Regions from separate parts of the Triticum aestivum genome. Here region 1 is linked to region 2. Evidence: chromatin contacts called from public Hi-C data. All regions are on one chromosome and are shown on one strand. Each heading gives the region's core, a stretch centred on a gene start, on an enhancer-like site or on the middle of the called end of the contact. The rest is flanking DNA. Distances are from core to core; before and after follow the strand shown.

Region 1 (7,296 bases), core at 2,152-4,651, 170 kb after region 2:
GATTGTTAACTAATAGTTTAGGGTTTGGAGATCAGCCATGTGAAAATAGAGAAACGCTTAGAAGGAAAGCAGTTTTTTTTTCTTGGGAATGTTCAGGCTTGTTAATGTCGAACTGGAAAATGCAGTATATTTTTTGCTCACTAGTTCGTGAGTTTGATAGTATTTTTAAAAATCATAGGTGCACAGTTACAGAAAACAAAAGAGAAGGGGCCTACACATAATTGTATCATCACCCGTAGGTAAAGAGTGGATCTAGAGCTTCGTACGTGACGTCTAATGAGCAGTACTCTTAATTAACTTGGTTAGTTTGCTCAAAATCTAAAACGTAACAGTGCACTAATTGATATAGTCATTAAAAAAAGAAATATGATGACTGCACAGGTCGGAAAGCTCGCCCAGGATAGCATAGTTCACTCTAATTATGGAGATTACTTAAAGATCTTGGGTTATTAGCACTCTAATTACGGATCTACGGACAATAGTTTGTTCAAAAATAGTTTAGGGTTTGAACCATTTGTTTGGAGATTATCAATGTGAAAATAGAGAAACGCTTACAAGGAAAGCAAGTATAATTTTTCTTGAACATAGTCACGCGTGTTAATTTTGAACTGAAAATGCAGTATATATTTTTTCGAAACGGAAATGCAGTATACTTTTGCTCACTAATTCAACGAGTTTGATGTATCATAGGCCGCACAGTTAGAAAAAACAGAAGAGAGGGGCCCTACCGCTATTTATATCATCATCAAGTGGGAAAGAGAGGATCTAGAGCTTCGTGCGTGATGCCTGATGCCTAATGAGCAATACTTTTACTTACACTAAATGATACCCCGCATGAATTGTTGCGGGAATATTTTGCAACATATCTTAATGTGATTCATTGTATAAAACATATATAAAAGGATAAAATTGAAACTATATATAATTTATTATGTTTGATCACTATATAGTTGTAAAATGTTTATTAAACATAAATAAAATAATAGAATAGAAATTCGCATGTTGATATAGGTCTTTTTTATGCATGTTTCATGATGAAGTGGCATGCTTGCATGTTACTCCCTCCGTTTTTAAATATTTGTTTTTCTAGAGATTTCAACAAGTGACTACATAGAAGCAAAATGAGTGAATCTACATTCTAAAATATGTCTATATACATCCGTGTAGTCTATTTGAAATCTCTAAGAAGACAAATATTTAGGAAGGGGGAGTACAAGTCATATGGTAGTGAGTGTGGGTCTTTTCTCGTGCATGTTGCGTGATGATGTGGCATGCTTGCATGTTGAGAGACATAGTTAGTGAGGGCTAGCTATTTAGATATAGAAAATTAGTTAGTTTGCTCAAAATCTAACACGTAACAGTACACTAATTAGAGGATTTGTCATTGAAAAAAGAAATACGCTGACTGCACATGTCTGGAAATCGCCAGGATTTCCTCCAACAGGCAGCAACGGGCGAGACGCCTAGTCTAATATAAAATTGATACTGTTCGCTGCCTGCAACAGGTCCGTGTTAAATTCATGCCGTATTGATTCAGAGTAGTCAAGTCACCGCTCCACCACGCGCAGCAAACAGCATCGTTGCATTCACTCGAGCTGACAATGGGCAAAGGACATACGCTTTGCACTATTCCCGTACCTGTATATTGCGAGGTATATCTAGAAAAAGCCTGCCAGGAGTGAATCGCGAAGCATATTCCCACGAGGTGGATAACGAGCTACCTGACGCTCGGCCTCTGCGACGCCACACTCGGTTGCGTCGTGCTTTTAGAGCAGCAAAATTTGGATTTGTAGTATGTGTCAAGAAAGAGTAATATGCATCTACGGACATGTGATGACAATAGCACTGCAATATTGAGAGTTGGAGTTCGCGCTTTGTGTTGAGTTTGGCTTGTTTGGGCATGTGAGTTTGGCTTGTGGTGGCCAAGTTTGTATCAGTTTTTGCCCCCCTTTTCACTAATTAATTAGGTAACTAATTTCTTCTTAATTAATGTGACTGCATTTTTTTATGAAGACATTTTGACTGCATTTCCATTCCGAGAGAAAATACTATCCACAAACATTTTGTTATGGGTGGAACCTATGTCTGTTTTTAGGGATGAAAATGGAGTGAAAACTTTTCGCTTTTCCGGAGGAAAAATGTAAACGGAGGGCAAATACGAAAACGAAAAAGGAATTTTGCAATGGAAGTGGAAATGGATTGTTTTACGCTAAAACGGAAACAAAAACGGAACGGTGTTTTCCGGTGGAACAAGTTTGGAAACGGAACTTTTCGTTTCCGTGAATATGGAATTTCCATTTTTACTATAGACCTATGGCTGCTTTGTAGCCCAACCATCAAACAACACAGAATGACATAATGAGTAGAATGGATCATTTGAGGCACAACTTCAACTAACACACATGTACTGAGTTTGACCCTATATGCAGTTGTCCAGTACTACTACAATACTATGCTAAGTTGCTAACATAATTATATTATTTTATAGCCATGTTAATAATTCATTGAATTTGCTTGTTTTTGTGTGTATTTCTCTATGATTCAAGGGGTTGTTATGTTCCGATCAATGCCCATTTTTGATTTTGTGTCTGCTTTGTATTTGCTCCGTGTCTGTTTTTGGTAATATCTTTCTTCGTATTCATTTTCAGGGTTTTTATATTTTTTGACGCTTATCCAAAAATATATGAAAACAAATGGGGTAGCACTCAATTCCGTCCTCCGTTCCATTTTCATCCCTAGCTGTTTTTTATGCTGCATTTGGATTTATATACTATTACTATGTCTCAAAAAAATAATTGTCCACCAAGTGACCGCAAAAACCAAGCAAGTGGGTATTTGTTAGTGAATGAATAAATAAATCAAGCGTGATGCTGAGCACTAACACTAGGAATTTAGTGGTCACTGAGATCAGCACGGCGAGATTAGATCCCAAAATGCCCAACTATTCCCCACATGGACTAAGGGTGTGTTCGCTTCACAGGATTTCTTGCCTTTCCAGAGGAATATTCATTTCATAGTTTTTATTTCCTTGGATGGCGTTCGGATCAAAGGAATTAGCTACAGTGTTCCTGCGGAAAGGTGCGTCAACAGTGCCCATTTCACAGGAATGCAAAAATCTAGTCTAGCCTCTTTTTTGGGCGGAGGCCCGAGGCAACACAGTACAAGCAGAGTACAAGGCGAATATAAAAACGAGCATGCAGTGATTAGACACCTCTGTGGCACAATAAATATCTAATTTTATTGCATTAGTAGTACGACTCATCTCCAATGATTTCCTTTGAACCGAACACATCACCTTCTCTTATTCCACTGTTTCGCGAACTGCAGGATTACACTATACAACAAACTCTGTTCCTGCACATTTTCATGTCCCTCTGATTTCTTCACCCGTGTACCGAACGGGGCCTAAAATAACAAAACCAAGGGGCATCTTCGCAATTCGCACCACCGGTCCACCGCCCACGTCCAGATCCACCCGGCCGTCGCCGCGGTCTTCCTCCTCCGCCCCGCCCCGGCCCCCGACGGCGAGACTCCCCTCCCCCCGCGCCCCCGGACCCCGTCGAGAGGATCGTCGAGGACGTCGCCATGGACCTCTCCCTCAACCCCTTCTCCTCCGGCACGCGCCTCCGGTGAGCCTCCTCGATCGCGCCCGCCCAGCCCCCCGCTCAGATCCATCGCGTCGTGTGACCTTGCCCCATGGCGTCTCTGCAGGGACATGATACGCGCGATACGCGCCTCCAAGACGGCCGCCGAGGAGCGCGCGGTGGTGCGGCGCGAGTGCGCGGCCATCAGGGCGGCCATCAGCGAGAACGACCAGGACTACCGCCACCGCAACATGGCCAAGCTCATGTTCATCCACATGCTCGGCTACCCCACGCATTTCGGCCAGATGGAGTGCCTCAAGCTCATCGCCGCCTCGGGCTTCCCCGAGAAGCGCATCGGCTACCTCGGCCTCACGCTGCTGCTCGACGAGCGGCAGGAGGTCCTCATGCTCGTCACCAACTCCCTCAAGCAGTATCCGACTCGCCCGCCTATGCTTACTTACATTTGCCGCTGCTTGTTTGTCGATATTGTTTTGCAATGCCATGCTGATCTTTGAGTAATTGCTAGTACTTAACGTGGGCAGAGATCTTAACCACTCCAACCAGTTCATTGTGGGCCTTGCGCTCTGTGCCCTGGGGAACATTTGTTCTGCCGAAATGGCGCGTGACCTGGCGCCCGAGGTGGAGAGGCTGTTGCAAACTAGGGACGCAAACACAAAGAAGAAGGTGCTCATCTTTTTTATCATGATACTTTAGTCCCTTCTGAAGACTGTTTTGAGCACCATGGCAGTAGTCTGATACTAGTTATTATTTGTATGCTTCAAACCTGCAATGATCCTTCCATCATACTCCCCCCGTCCGGAAATACTTATCGGAGAAATGGGCAAAAATGGATGTATCTCGAACTAAAATACGTCTAGATACACTCATTTCTCCGGTAAGTATTTTCGGACGGAGGGAGATGTCCTAGGCTCCTAGCATAAGAACTGCAAAAGCCTACATGATAGTGTACCTGTATGCTATAGGTAGTTTAGCATCAGTAATTTTGCGCTCAAACCCCAACTCGTTACTTCTGGGGTGTTCTAATCAACACTATCATTTTTTCGAAGCTTACATTCTGCGCATTTCTTGTCTTTGTTTTCATTCTGCGTAGGTGTTGCTCGTTTGGGTAGTCTTAGAATATGTTTTGTGGAGAACTAGTATTGATTGTATAACACTCCTGTTTGTAGGCTGCCTTGTGCTCTATACGGATTGTAAGAAAAGTTCCAGATTTGGCAGAGAACTTCATGGGTTCTGCTGCATCATTACTCAAGGAAAAACATCACGGGGTTCTGATATCTGTTGTCCAGCTCTGTACAGAACTCTGTAAAGCAAGCAGAGAAGCATTGGAGTACTTGAGAAAGGTAACAGTGCTATTTTATGGACCATAGCGGAAACCATTAGCATCGGTCCCAGTCCCTGCTCCTTCAGATCGTTCATTCGGTGATGCATTGACGCAACAATGTCATTTTACATCATTGCTATAATATTTTCATCATTATTTGGTAAATGTTCGTTTCCAATGTTGTGTTCATCAAAAGAAGCAAAGACTTTTTTGTGTTCTTGTCTATAACTATACTCATAAAATTCTTGTTAGATTGTACTCCCTCCGTATCAAAAAGACGTTTTTGTAGGCCAGTTTAGCCTACAAAATGTCTTATATTTTGGTCCAGAGTAGTACATGCAAGACTATTGCAAATACTTATATATATTTTTGACCATAATTATTTTAGCATTCTGACAAAATCTTGCTGTTTCAGCACTCCGTCGAAGGGTTGGTCCGGATACTGAGAGACGTGTCCAACAGTTCGTATGCTCCTGAATATGACATTGCTGGCATCACAGATCCATTCTTGCACATCCGAGTTCTTAGACTCATGCGGACATTGGGTCAAGGGGATGCAGACTGCAGCGAGCATGTGAATGATATTCTTGCCCAGGTAATTTGTTCATCCTTGGTTTTACACGAAACAAAATTTCAATTCAAAGTACATAAGCTCCCATTAAATTAGTGAACTAGATATTTGTTGTTACAAGCTAGTACATATGAACATTAGTCACATGCTGTACAGCAAAATGATCTCTCCCCTGTAATGAAACTATCACTAGCAATTTATAACTTCTTTTAGGCATTCTTCCATTTAGGTCTTGCTAAAAGTACTGTTATACATGGACTTTGAAACCTGGTAGACTATTTTTTTCCTTTTGCTGTGTTATTGTTTTTAGTAGCTTCTTTCTTGGTTATCCGTTACACTTGCCCCCTGTGTATCTTATAGTGGTTAGTTCATAGTTAACACATGTACTGGATTTCCAGGTTGCAACGAAAACTGAGTCAAACAAAAATGCTGGAAACGCTATTTTATATGAATGTGTTGAGACCATAATGGGCATTGAAGCTACTAGTGGTCTGCGTGTGCTGGCAATTAATATTTTGGGTAGATTCTTGTCCAACCGTGATAACAATATAAGGTAAATTTCCTCTCGCTCTTGGACAACTGATACCCATCGTAACAAAGAGGTTAATTATTTGTGGTTTTTTGGGCTACTTTTTGGTCTGGAGTTCTGACTTGTCTCTGTAGTAGACGAGCATAGTTCCAACCACTATTACTTGCTGGTTATATGAATACAATTGTTCTTGAATTTCAGAAATGAATGAGCACTTGCACTATCAAGTTGTTTTAAAATATTCTACAATCTCCTGTAAATATAATTAGGAGAGTGACCCATGCGGTACTCATTTGCAGGGCTATATTTGATCTGTATCATCATATCTGGTATTAGTTCAGCTGTTTGTTTTCCCATAACCACCAATTGGTATTGTTGGTCAAAAACTTAGAGTTAATGTCAATTCTGGAGGCCCAAGATGATTCCATCTTAAAGATCTCCTTGTCTCTTAATTCTCCGCCATTATAATCTGGACCCACTACAATCTGTGGACCATATATTTTGGCCCATCTGGAAAGAATGTTGGGGGATCTTCTTCTACTGCTTTAAAAGCTTAATAGATAATAGATACTTTACTTACTATGCACACTGTGTTTTCAGATACGTTGCTCTGAATATGCTAATGAAGGCCATGGCAGTGGACACACTAGCAGTGCAGAGGCACAGGGTAACAATATTGGAGTGTGTCAAGGTAATCAATCATACAGTTCTATGGTATAATATGCTTTAGGCTTATTGTTTTTCTTCTGGGGATTCCTTTTTCTTCCCCTTAAAAATTTGCAATCACGTATGCACTCTCAGGATGCAGATGTCTCTATTCGCAAAAGGGCCCTTGAACTTGTTTACCTACTCGTCAATGACACGAATGTAAAGCCTTTGACTAAGGAGCTTGTTGATTACCTACAAGTAAGTGATGATGACTTCAAGGAAGACCTCACAGCAAAAATATGCTCAATAGTTGAAAAGTAAGTCTTGGCACATTCATCATATCTACTGGCTTTTGGAAGAACATCTGATTTGCTATTCCCTAGTTGCTCCAAAGATTGGTTGTACATCACTGTTGTTACATATGTCTTGGAACAATTAAATTTTTGTTCACCTAGTGAAATGAATGATGGATTTTTCTTGTTGTACTGTAATTTGTTCTCCTCCCCATAGGGTGCCGATGGAAGTTAAACTAAGGGTATACAAATTAGGTTGACAAGAGGGGGCAGTTTCTTTATTTCACTTGGTATTTTTAGTCCTTGTCTTTTCAACTGCTCGTTCTTTT
Region 2 (6,985 bases), core at 1,381-3,880:
CGTGTAGTACTTACCAGTGCTCTTTGAACCACTCAGATACAAGAGGGATATCCTCAGCACGGCGTGTTCTACCAGATCTCATGTTAAAAGGCCTTGGAGCAAAAAGCAATGAAATGCCGGCAGCTGTTGTGTCAGTGTAAAGTGGAAATCGGTTCAAAAGAGGCTCCACACCCTCAGGGAGACTAAAGTCATCTTCGTCGTCACCTTCACTTGCTTTCTTCTCCCGACGATCAACCTTGCTGGTTGAAGTGATCGGATTTATCAGAGGATCATAATAAAATGCAGGCAGATCTGGATCCTCCGTCTTGATATACATTATCATAGGAGTATGATATATGCAAAGTCTCACTTTCCTTGGCCTGTTATTGTACAGGTGCGGGAACGCAATTCTGTACTCGGTCCGAAGTGGTTGACGGATGATGAGTTTATTGATGTCATTAAATTCATTCCAGTCCTCATCCCCCTTCTCCATATCACGGTACAATGGCTCAAACTTTGGACCTCCTGAAATTGAAAATTTTAACATCAGTGATAAGAAAACATATGATGTACACCAAATATACCAATGTGTTGCCTCTTTTGATAAAGCATAAGAAAATACATTTAGGAAAATACAAGCACTGGTCGCTTATGTTTTCATTATGTTTTCATAATAATTTTCATAAAACATTGGCAGTATTCAGATACCAGGTGGGAAATTGTTTTATTTAATCATCAAATCAAAAGCTATAAGCATTAGGCTAATCAATGTTTTGTGGTAATATTTTTTAACTTGCGACATCAAACTTGCTTACAAAACAAAAGGTAAATCTTGTTACCTGGGATGCACATGTTAAGTGCTTTGGCAGTAAAGAAAGACTCCATGTCAAACAAATAGAAATAATTCCGATCAGTCAAGTCTGACAAAAGTTGACCAGCAAGGCGATAAAGTGTTGCCATTATGGGAAGAGACAGATTCCACTTCCTATAGCTGGGACCATTTATAAAATTGGTCTTCACGAGGGGATTGTGATCATAAAACCAGTTATACACAGCTCCATCTTCCTCTGGATCCAACTCCAGTTGTATAGCCTCCAGTGGTTCAACGTCCAACAAATTATCAGCGTAATCCAGTGGAGGTTCCTCGTCATCAAATGGAGGAAAGCGCATTCTCTTGAAATGCCGCCTATCTCTCTTCTCCCTTCGCATCATGATCCACATAGAGCCCCACTGCAGAAAAACACATGACAAAGAGATATATTGTAAGCATATCTAGACACACATGACATGGCATAAGAGATAAATGGGACAAAAAAGAATAATGTGGCAATAATGGAAGAAGAATCAAGTCTAGATCATTACCTGCGCCAAGTAAATGGGCTCAACTACCCATGGGATCTCGTTTACGAAGGTTATGGCGCCAGTGATATGGTACAAGATCTTAACATCGCGAACCTGAAAACAGGAGTTATTTTAGTCTATGGACATGGAACAGCTAACCTCAGCAACCATAAGATTATCAGTGTTCATATCAAAAAGTCGCAACTAAAGGGCTTACTTGTTCCCAGGGCATCGGCATATTCTCCAGTAGTTTGTAAACAGCATGAGGCACAAATTTGAGTGCTCCAAGATAAACACGTTTGTCATGCCTGTACTTCTTCGAAGACATGTCCCCATGGTCCCTGTTCAAAAAGACAGATGCATAAATTTACTGAAACATATAGGCAGATCCCCAATCTAGACCACATGAAGGTTTACCAATGCTGAGCTACAGCAACTAGCACATCAACAGTTCAACATATCTAGAATCCTGACTCCTGCAACCGACAGTTGAGCCACTAGCAAATTAACATGTTCACCATAACTATGAGGATAGAATACAAAATAATATCGTGAATCATAATTTCAAATCCAGAGCAAGAGGCAGCAAACGCATGCCTGATTCCAGTGACAAATCGTAAGCAGGAAACACAACGAGCACATGATGCAGCGCAGAAAATAACATGGGTAAATCAAAACCTAAACCCTATCGAATCGCAGTTACAACCATAAACCTACACCAAACATCAAACACCATGCTCGCACAACCACTGACTTAGTCGAGACGCGTATCACATCCACGCCACTAGTTCAACGCGACACACAGCTACGGAACGACCTAAGACCACAAGCAACTAAGCATCACAGGCCGCCATGAGCGCCAAAGGCCCCGAAACCTAGCCGCGGGCGGTAGAGGAAAGCCCGAAGGCGCGGATCTGGAGGTTCCATACCTGATGATTTTGCGGACGTGCTCGGGGGGCATGTCCTCCTTCTGCGCCTCGACGAAGCCGAACTTGCGCTTGTCGCCGTAGCGCTTGGAGTTGAGCTGGTGCCACTTGCGGGCTTTTTCGACGAGCTGCGCCTCGAGCTCCGCCGGGGTGAGCGGCTGGCCGGCCTGCGGGGGCGCGGCGGCCGGCGGGGGAGGGGGCGGGGGCAGGCCCGCGCCGGCCGTGCCCGGGGGAGGGGGCGCGGCCGCCATGGGCGGCAGCGGCGGCAGCGGCGGCGGCGGCCCGCCGTTCCACATCGGGCGGCGGTGGCGGCCTCCGCTGCTGCTGCGAGGGTTTTGAGTCTCGAACGAGACGGGTTGGGGTTCGACTTCCAGAGGTGTCGGGATTAGAGTGAATGAAAGGGGAAAAGGAAGGGGAGAGGGGGAAACCGAAGGCGCTGGCGATGCGTCGGATATTTTTATAGGTGGGCTTGGCTGCGGGCTATGGCGGTGTGGCGGGGAGATTCGAGCCGACTTTGGTGCCATTGGGCCGGGCTTTGGTTCTCAAGTCGGCTGTGTGATGGGCTACACTGCGTCTCTTATTCACACTTTTTTCTTCCTCTCATTCCCCTGAAATAAATAAAAAATCTTCTTTTCTCAAAAAAAGAAACTTCTTCTCACGTCGGCTATCCTGAAAAAAAAGGGTCGGCTGTGTGATGGGGGGTCTCTTATCCACTCAGAAAAATATGTTTCGGACCTTTATAAGGTTTTTTCAGTATCACAGAAATATTTTATACGGGAGCAATTCGTTTAGTAGGATACGATGTATTTCATTGGCTTCAAAATATAAGGTGTGGTATTAACTTTTCTTAAGGACAAACTTGTCTTGCTTTGACCATGTCTATAGACAAAAATATCAATGTCTACAATACAAAATCATTATCATTATATTTTTCATGAAATATATTTTCATATTTTATTTATTTGATATTGTAATGTTGATATACTTCTTTTTGAACACTTAAATGTTGATATACTCGTACTTATTTGACTATTCAAAAAACTAATGCTTTTTGAAAAGGAGGGAGTATTTAAAAGTCTAGTTTCCTATTTACAGATTGGCCATCTCGTGCATTGATTTTTTGTTCAACGAAAATTGATAGTTACATATTTTCAAAATTTAAGGATGGTTATAGTTTTGCAATGTTTGGAAAGATAGTTGCACACTTTCTAAACATAGGGTTCCACGCAATTTTGCTGTTCAACCAAAAGCCCCACGGTGTGTAGCTTTTCTTTTTTCCTAAAAGGCCTCAGGCCACATATTAAGTTTCATAAGTCCTTACAAACACATCCTTGCAGAAAAAATAGAAATACATTCAAAATCTCAAGGGGGCTGAAGTCTTCTTCCTCTGACATCCCTCGGTAGCGCGTCATGAGAATAGCTCAATGTCGCCACCGACTAATATTTTTGGTTGAAATGGAAAAATGCATTCCTTTTATTGATGTTCATTAAAGACTAGAGTATATAATTAAGGACTTGAGAAAGCTATACATGCATGCTTTTTTTTCTTTCTTTTTTTTGCGAAGCTATACGTGCATGCTTCATCAAATAGATTTCTTTTATTGATGCTCGATGAAGTACTAGCACCATACTTATGGCCAGACCTTTTGAGCTCCGACTTGTGCATAAGCTACAGCGGAAATAAGTCTTTGAGAAGCCGCGGTAGAAATAAGCCCTCCATAATAAGTCATCTACTTCCTCTGTTCCTAATAAGTGTTGTGGTTTTAGTTCAATTTTGGAACGGACGAAGTTGTTATTTTCAAAAAAAAGATGCATTTAGCTTATTTTCTAATACATCCAATAAAAAATTGTAATACCCCTAGACCATAAATGCTCTGATTAAATGGCACCCCCTGCGATTCAAATTAATTGACACAGCTTCAGTACAACTTTATATTAAAGTTGGGTCAATTAATTTGGATCAGAGGGAGTACTATATTGATTTTCAACTGTGTCTGGAAGCGATAATACAAATTCTTGTTTCTGCACAGCATATATTATGCACTCCACTTGATGCAGCTTTCATTAAGACATTTGTTGTTCACATGGTCCATGCTTTCGCCCGTTACAAAAAAAGCATGTCGAAGGTCACCTTTTTCTTGTGATTTAATTATTTGAAACACACTATCTGCCCCTATCAAACGGGTCATCCTGAAAATGGATTTAGTTCCTGTAGTCAAACCAACAAACATGTAAAGAGCACCAATTACACAACTACATCTATCCTAATTACATACCAAAAATCTTCAAAATTGTTTATGTTATGTTTCTCTGAATTCTTCTTTACCTTTTGTTTTTCAAGAAAAAAAATTCTTCTTTTGTTGTTCTTTTGGTTTCTTTTTGTTGTTCATGTTGGCTTTTCTTTGGAGTTTCTTCATCGCCACCTTCGTCTTTGTATTTGAGTCGCTAAAACTAGAAATTCCCCCCAAAAAAATCTTGTTTGCGTCTTTTTGAGTCAAGAAAATAATATGTTTGGATCTTATGTGTTTTATTGTCGAACTAATGAAAGGGCCAAGAATGTTTCCATTGTCTTCTTTCGTTTGTATAGTTGTCAGGTTGTTTCCAGCTTCAGCCATGACGATACTTGCGTTGTATTACGATTATCCATGTTATGCAAGTTGCAGGAGTGACAGGGCAATAATGACGAATGTGTGATGAAGTGGTTGCGGTGAAGAAAACTTGTATGGTCATGTTTTGTTGGTTTTTGTATAAATGTTTAACTCCACGATTGCTTTGCAAGTGTTTTATGGTAGTCATCTCGTGCATAACAAAAATCTAGTGATTCATGCTTTCTCATGTTGAGTTCCAATTGAACTAGGAGCATTTATAATGAGGTACATTGGATGTTAACATGCATTAAATTGTTGCATAATGTGGTATGACAACATGGTATTCTCCTTTGAAGAATTCAAGTGGCTTGACTTGGCGCATGTTTACGCATGATTGATTGAATTCCCTTTCAGCCTTGAAGGTCTTGTGTATTTAGAGTATTGTATCATGTCCATGTTACCACTTAATGCTTGCTTATTCAGAATACATGATTGTGATAAATATCCTCTCTAGTGTGATGCTTCCCAGTCCATTGCTAGCCTCCACAAGTACTAAGCGGGATACTGCTTGTGTATCTAAAATCTTTATCCAAGTTTATGCCATCAAGAGTCCACTATACCAAACTAACATGGTATTTCATTGTCATTCCAGGTAAATTTTCATGTGCTAGTCTTATGCTTTAAACGTCGTCTATTGTGTGTTAATGCCCACAGCTCATGCGATGCAGTAAAGAGCATTGTTATCTTCCATGCTAAAAAATGTTTGTCGTTCTTTTTCTCCCAATAAGCATGGATAATGTGCTCATTTAAATTTGCAAGAGAGTTGTGTTGGGGAACATAGTAATTCAAAAAATTTCCTACGATCACGCAAGATCTATCTAGGAGATGCATAACAACGAGACGCGAGAGTGTGTCCACGTACCCTCATAGACCGAAAAGCGAAAGTGCTTAGTAACGCGGTTGATGTAGTCGAACGTCTTCACAATCCAACCGATCCAAGTACCGAATGTACGGCACCTCCGTGTTCAGCACACATTCAGCATGATGACGTCCCTCGAGCTCTTGATCCAGTAGAGGGTCGAGGGAGAGTTCCGTCAGCACGACGATGTGGCGACGATGATGATGAAGTTACTTGCGCAGGGCTTCGCCTAAGCACTACGGCGATATGACCGAGGTGTTAAACTGTGGAGGGGGGCACCGCACACGACTAAGAGATTGTCTGTTGTTCTTTGGGAACAAACCTACACTTCCAACTTGCTAGTTCTGAGAAGGAACCACCTACTCATGTGTTGAGGCCAAGATATTACATTCCTACCATATGAATCTTGATCTATAGCCTTCCCCAAGTTGCTTTCCACTCAAATCTTCTTTCCACCAAATCCAAATCTTGTGAGAGAGAGTTGAGTGTTGGGGAGACTATCATTTGAAGCACAAGAGCAAGGAGTTCATCATCAACACACCATTTGTTACTTCTTGGAGAGTGATGTCTCCTAGATTGGCTAGGTGTCACTTGGGAGCCTCCGACAAGATTGTGGAGTTGAACCAAGGAGTTTGTAAGGGCAAGGAGATCGCCTACTTCGTGAAGATCTACCGCTAGTGAGGCAAGTCCTTCGTGGGCGACGGCCATGGTGGGATAGACAAGGTTGCTTCTTCGTGGACCCTTCATGGGTGGAGCCCTCCGTGGACTCGCGCAACCGTTACCCTTCGTGGGTTGAAGTCTCCATCAACGTGGATGTACGATAGCACCACCTATCGGAACCACGGCTCAAAAATCATCGTGTCTCCAAATTGTGTTTGAATTCTCCAAACCCTTCCCTTAACATTCTTGCAAGTTGCATCCTTTACTTTCTACTGCTCACATACTCTTTGCATGCTTGCTTGAATTGTGTTAAGATTGCTTGACTTGTGCTAAGATAGCTAAAATCTGCCAAAGACTAAAATTGGGAAAAGGATAAGTTTTTATTTGGTCAAGTAGTCTAATCACCCCCCCCTCTAGACATACTTTTGATCCTACAAGTGGTATCAGAGCTTTGGTCTCCATTTGCTTTGATTTCCATAGCTTTTGGTGGTCATAGCCTTGGTTTCACAACCTAGGAGAGTATGGCGTCTAGCGAGGGAAATTATCACCATAGAGGTCCTTACTTTGATGGT

What was found. Hi-C and Micro-C count contacts between places; a contact is called where the count stands out from the background.
Region 1: a Hi-C map of leaf shows a contact between it and region 2, with 5 times the contacts expected there. The contact joins the promoter of LOC123156553 here to the promoter of LOC123157464 in region 2. A contact is called at or near these places in 2 of 5 Hi-C or Micro-C datasets (both in leaf).

What each region holds. Positions count from the first base shown.
Region 1 is chr7B:30,785,742-30,793,037 of IWGSC CS RefSeq v2.1, forward strand. It overlaps LOC123156553 (AP-1 complex subunit gamma-2), which reads left to right and starts at 3,402. Exons shown (of 19, transcript XM_044574706.1): 1 at 3,402-3,629; 2 at 3,712-4,014; 3 at 4,127-4,268; 4 at 4,772-4,945; 5 at 5,342-5,521; 6 at 5,896-6,050; 7 at 6,627-6,717; 8 at 6,828-6,991. The coding sequence starts at 3,586.
Region 2 is chr7B:30,611,516-30,618,500 of IWGSC CS RefSeq v2.1, forward strand. It overlaps LOC123157464 (pre-mRNA-processing-splicing factor 8A), which reads right to left and starts at 2,631. Exons shown (of 13, transcript XM_044575751.1): 1 at 2,250-2,631; 2 at 1,538-1,661; 3 at 1,342-1,434; 4 at 819-1,209; 5 at 15-504. The coding sequence starts at 2,542.